2 separate regions of the Sus scrofa genome follow, and region 1 is linked to region 2. A link is a contact called in public HiChIP or PLAC-seq data. All regions are on one chromosome and are shown on one strand. Each heading gives the region's core, a stretch centred on a gene start, on an enhancer-like site or on the middle of the called end of the contact. The rest is flanking DNA. Distances are from core to core; before and after follow the strand shown. Region 1 overlaps SRGAP2 (SLIT-ROBO Rho GTPase-activating protein 2). Region 2 overlaps SRGAP2 (SLIT-ROBO Rho GTPase-activating protein 2).

Evidence for each region. HiChIP or PLAC-seq counts read pairs in DNA pulled down with a chosen protein or histone mark.
Region 1: an H3K27ac HiChIP or PLAC-seq map of alveolar macrophages shows a contact between it and region 2. The contact joins two enhancer-like sites. A contact is called at or near these places in 2 of 47 Hi-C or Micro-C datasets (omental adipose tissue and skeletal muscle) and 2 of 2 datasets of contacts at active chromatin or transcription factors (alveolar macrophages and skeletal muscle).

The regions. Positions count from the first base shown.
Region 1 is chr9:66,934,304-66,937,003 of Sscrofa11.1, forward strand. The region is part of intron 2 of SRGAP2 (SLIT-ROBO Rho GTPase-activating protein 2); the gene reads left to right. Among named protein-coding and RNA genes, the nearest start is that of FAM72A, 96 kb to the left of the region's middle. Within about 2 kb of position 1,263, at least 6 of the 83 cell types and tissues checked have an H3K27ac peak or open chromatin away from gene starts, as enhancers often do. A contact at or near this core is called in alveolar macrophages, where this site is marked.
Region 2 is chr9:66,855,827-66,858,526 of Sscrofa11.1, forward strand. The region is part of intron 2 of SRGAP2 (SLIT-ROBO Rho GTPase-activating protein 2); the gene reads left to right. Among named protein-coding and RNA genes, the nearest start is that of FAM72A, 17 kb to the left of the region's middle. Within about 2 kb of position 1,350, at least 10 of the 83 cell types and tissues checked have an H3K27ac peak or open chromatin away from gene starts, as enhancers often do. A contact at or near this core is called in alveolar macrophages, where this site is marked.

The DNA of each region.
Region 1 (2,700 bases), core at 13-2,512, 78 kb after region 2:
TAAAGGTTTTTTCCCACTCCACTCCAACACAAATACTTAAACATTCAGAGATAAAGCAGTGAGAATGAGGACTTGTGTTGGAGAAGTTGGAGAAATTCAGGGATCTTTTTTGTTACCCAATCAGTATTGCCAACTTCATCCTAGAACTATGGGACTTCAGTATAAAAGGCAACCAAATGACTCCCTATTGCAGCTGAATTTTTAAAAATGTAGGAGAGTGGTTAAGAGCACGGATTTTGGAATTAAACACATCTAGATTTCGATCCTGTTGTGATCTGTAACTATCTGAGTGACTTCAGGCAGTTAATGAGCTCTCTCAACCTCGGTGGCCACCATCTGCGCAGTGGGAAGAATTATGGTTGACTTATAATGGAATCTGACTGGATACCCAGCATATAATAAACACTTTATCTGCATTATCTCTTCTACTCTTTATAACAATCCACTGGGGTGGCTGCTCTTACAAACTCCATTTTATAAGTAATGGAACAGACTTAGAGAGATTAAGTATCTTATTCAAGGATATACAGCTAGCATGTGGCAGAGCTAGAATTAAAGCCAGGTCTTTCCGAATGCAAAGTCTGTGCTGTTAACCACTCTGCTTTACTGCAAACTTATCCCACTGGGACTTTTCGAGGATTACGTAAGATAATATACTTTTATACGTGAATGTTGTCTCAACTTCCTATGAGTCACATAGAAAGTATTTAGTAAATGGCATCTGTGATCACTATTGATTGTATATGAAACACCTGCCCGTAGCTTTTGTAGAGACAGCTTACCTTTCCACGGAGGACAAAATGTAGCCAACTAAACCAGTTCTCATAACCAACCAAATCACTTCACAAATGCATTGAGTTCTTGAAATAGCATTAGCTCGTCTCCAGGCTTTACCAAGTGGCTACTTTCACTGGGGAATAAATTTCATCGAGGAAAAGATGATCTCTCCAGCATTTGGAACAGTGCCTGGCACATGGTAAGTGTCTTAGTCGGGTTCGCTAGGAAAAGAGAGCTCTTGAGGCAAAAGCTTGCGCTTGATTTGTGCGAGCCATCGCCAGGAAGCAGGAATGGGGGGAAAGGGAAGTGAGAAAAAGAGGTAAGGAGAGATCTAAGGGCTGCTTATAGGTTGCCCACAGCTTCAAGAGAGGCTGACTCTTTGGTTTTGTGGGACATCGTCAGAGAAAATATGTGAAACCACTACATCTCTGAACAGTCCGCTGGGGGAAGGAAGGGGAAGATTTCATTTGCCAGCTCCCATCTCCTATTAGTCAGGGTTGACATCATGGAGCTTCAACTTCCCTTATGCGTCTTCATAGCATGGCTGGTGACTGAGCAGATCCCTCCAAATCTCACGCCTTAGTGGCAGTAGGGAAACCCCGGGGTGGGACTGGAGAGACGTGCACAGGTACAAGGCGAGACACTGTCAGGCCAGCCCTCCCAACAACTGAAGGACGGGGACAGCCATTGCAACTGGAGCGGTATGGGCTGACCCAGCCCGCCAGCCAGACACTTGTATTCATCTTGAGTGATGTGTAGCCAACTCTCAACTGTGATAGGCTCTTTGCCAAGGTGAGCAAACTCTTTGCCCCACTATCATTAAGTAATTTGCAGTTACACCTTTGTGTAAGTGCAAAGATGTGCACCTTTGTATATCTTTTTTCATTCTCAGTCTACTTCCTGTCTCCTCTTTTGCTTTCCACCTAAATGGGGGTGGCCCCAGGCTTAGGTCTACTCTTTCATGCTACGTGCTTTCTTTAGGCAGCTGCATGCACTTTCTTTCTTTTCTGTCTTTTATTTTGTTTTATTTTATTTTTGTGTGTGTGCTTTTTAGGGCCGCACCAGCGGCATATGGAGGTTCCCAGGCTAGGGGTCGAATCGGAGCTACAGCTGCCGGCCTATGCCACAGCCACAGCAATGCCAGATCCCTAACCCACTGAGCGAAGCCAGGGGTCGAACCCTCAACCTCATGGTTCCTAGTCAGATTCATTTCCGCTGTACCATGACAGGAACGCCTTCTTTCCTTCTCTTTCTTTTTCTTTTTGTCTTTTCAGGGCTGCACACACAGTATTGGAAGTTCCCAGGCTAGGTATCGAATCAAAGCTGCAGCTGCTGGCCTGCCACACAGCCACAGCAACGCAGGATTCAAGCTGCATCTGCAGCCTACACCATAGCTCACGGCAAAGCTGGATCCTTTAACCCACTGAGCAAAGCCAGGGATCAAACCCGAGTCCACATGGATACTAGTCATGTTCGTTACTGCTGCACCGTAACAGGAACTCCTTGCATGTACTTTCATGGCTAACTCCATACTCCTGTCTAGCTGCTGATGGCTCACAGATGTCTTCTTCCAGACTTGACCTCTCCTAAGAACTCCAGACTGGAGAACAAAACTGCATTTTTCCAACAGGAAGTTCCCTTTAAAGTCCAGATGAATCTCATGACCCTCTATAGTCATCTTCGTTTGTCTCTTTTCCTGACAGCTCGTAGGGGCTTGGTTCAGACTGGTGGAACTCAACTTGTGCCAGTGCCATATCCCAAGCTGGGTCCTACACAAAATGAAGTCAGTCCTCCAGTGCCAGCTCTCTAGGGATTTAGGATCTGGTTTTTAATATTGATCTGGTTTATTTGCCATTTCGTTGTGCTGGAGCCTTGAGCAATGTAGTTTGCCACGGTCCATTACCACGGTGGACATGTTTAAAT
Region 2 (2,700 bases), core at 100-2,599:
GGATATTTTAAGCACCGTGACAACACAATTTTAAAACACCTAGTATTCCTTCAAACTACAGTAGCGCTCCCACTGCCAAAGCCTGAAACGGATGGGGCCAGTTGGTTCTTTTCTGACAGTAAATGTGTGCCCGTGAGCTTGCTTTCCCCTCTTGGGCCAGGGAGCACGACTGCCAATCCAGAAATGCTAGCTAGCTTTTCTGGATCCAGCAGCAAAAAGAGTTAATCATCATCCAGGCAGAAACAAACCTCCCAAGTTTTTAACCTTCCAGTGCCCCAAGTCCAAGTCTTTTTTCCCTGTTCCTCAGAGGAGACAAGGCACTTGTGGGCACGCGCGCGTGCGCACACACACACACTCACACTCTCTTACAGAACTTAATGTAAAACGATCTCATGTTTATGAGAGCTGGAATTACTTGGGAGCGATACTTATGTTCTGCAGGCTCAGTGATGTGAAAGCAGGGCTATTTGGCCTGTGGAGATGGCAGATAAGAGCGTGATATGTAATTGAGTAAGAATTTGAAAAATTATCCGATAACATTAGGCACAGCAAAGCACTCGCTTGTGCTTTTTTTTTTTTTTTTTTTTTTTTTTTTTTTTTTTTTAATGCCTGAAAACTATTTGGAGGAGGAGTAAGGAGCTAGCATTGTTTTCAGGGCGTGGGAACCCCCTCCCCACCCTGCAAGCCAAATTTGTTTGCCCAGGGAGAGAGCAAGGTCTCGGAGAGATCCTGACAGATCATTTTTTTTTTAATTTTTTTTATTTTTTTATTTTTTTGCTTTTTAGGGTCACATCCTCAGTATATGGAGGTTCTCGGGCTAGGGGTCCAGTCAGAGCTGCAGATGCTGGCTGACACCACAGTCACAGCAACGCAGGATCCAATCTGCATCTGTGACCTACACCACAGCTCATGGCAATATGGGATCCTTAACCCACTGAGCGAAGTGAAGTGAGGGATCTAACTCGAAACCTCATGGTTCCTAGTTGGGATTTGTTTCCACTGCACCACAACAGGAACTCCCCTGACAGATCATTTTAGAACATTCTTCTGCACCTCCCTCCGGGCAAATTTTCAGGCTAATCATTTCAGGAAAAGGGCTGTCAGCTAACCTTTAACTTCTTTTCCAGAAGAGTAACACCACAGCCTCCCTTTCCATCTTGTTCCACTGACCCAAACTAGAAATGGTCAATTCCTTCATTTGCAGAGCTTGAAACAGGATTTAAAAAAAGAAAAAAAGGAGGCCTGATGAATTGAACTCGTGTTTTTGCTGTTGCTGCCACACCCTCTGTACAGACTTTTGCTTCGTTTGGGTTTTCGGTGGCTCAGGGAAGGAGGAGGTAATTGACGAAACTTGTAAGGCCTGGCTCATGGCTGCTGGCCTGTTCCTCCCAGTTCCCGTCCCTCCTCACTGCCACCAGTTGTGGTCCACTTCTCATTGAATAAGGAAATCATGAGCAACACTTCACTCCAGCACCCATTTTTTTTTTTCTTTGTCTTTTTGCCATGTCTTGGGCCGCTCCCGCCGCATATGGAGGTTTTCCCAGGCTAGGGGTCCAATCGGAGCTGTAGCCACCGGCCTACGCCACAGCCACAGCAACGCAGGATCCAAGCCGCGTCTGCAACGTATTCCACAGCTCATGGCAATGCCAGCTCCCCAACCCACTGAGCAAGGCCAGGGATCAAACCCACAACGTCATGGTTCCTAGTTGGATTCGTTAACCACTTCGCCACAACGGGAACTCCAGCACCAATTTTTTTTTAATACCTACTATGAGCTTGGTATGCCCTAGGTTGTGAGCATATGGAGGTAAGTAGTGAGGTTTTGGTTTTCAAGGAGCTGGTCTATTCAAAGCAATGGATCGATGACACAAATACAGAGATAGGACCACAGTGCAGGGATATAGAAAGCTCGGTTGAGAGTCTGACAATGAGTGACGTTGATGAGGCTGGTGGAGGAGGATAGTGATGGCACCTGGCAGTCTGGAAAGTGACTTTCCATACTTTATCTTTTTTAACCTCTGAATGGTACCCCAGCAGGGCAGTGTGATTTCAGGCCTTTTCGGTTTTTGTTTTTATGATCTTTTGGGAAACATTTTATTTTGAGATAACTATACATTCACATGAGGCCATTAGAAATAATAGAGAGGTTTTTATATATATATATATCCTTTAATTAGTTTCCCCCAGTGGTTAGCATCTTGCAAATCTCTGGTACATTATCACAATCAGGACATTTGATTGCATAAGATAGTTTAAATATTTATTTATTTATGTCTTCTTAGGGCCACACCTGCATGGCATATGGAAGTTTCCAGGCTAGGGGTCAAATTGGAGCTGCGGTTGTTGGCCTATGCCACAGCCAACACCAGATTCCGAGCTGCGTCTGCGACCTACACCACAGCTCATGGCAACACCAGATCCTTAACTCACTAAGCAAGGCCAAGGATTGAACCTGCGTCCTCATGGATACCAGTCAGATTCGTTTCCACTGAGCCACAACGGGAACTCCTTAAATTTTAGTATACTCACATCGGTCTGGTTTTTCCTTGATTGTTTGCACTTATTTTAAAATGCACATACATATCACCTTTCCTCTCCTGATATCATATATCCTCCCATGTGTTCTTCCAAGTTTTAAAGTTCTGCTTCTCACATATCTACCTAGAATACATATGGAATTTATTTTTGTGGATGATATGA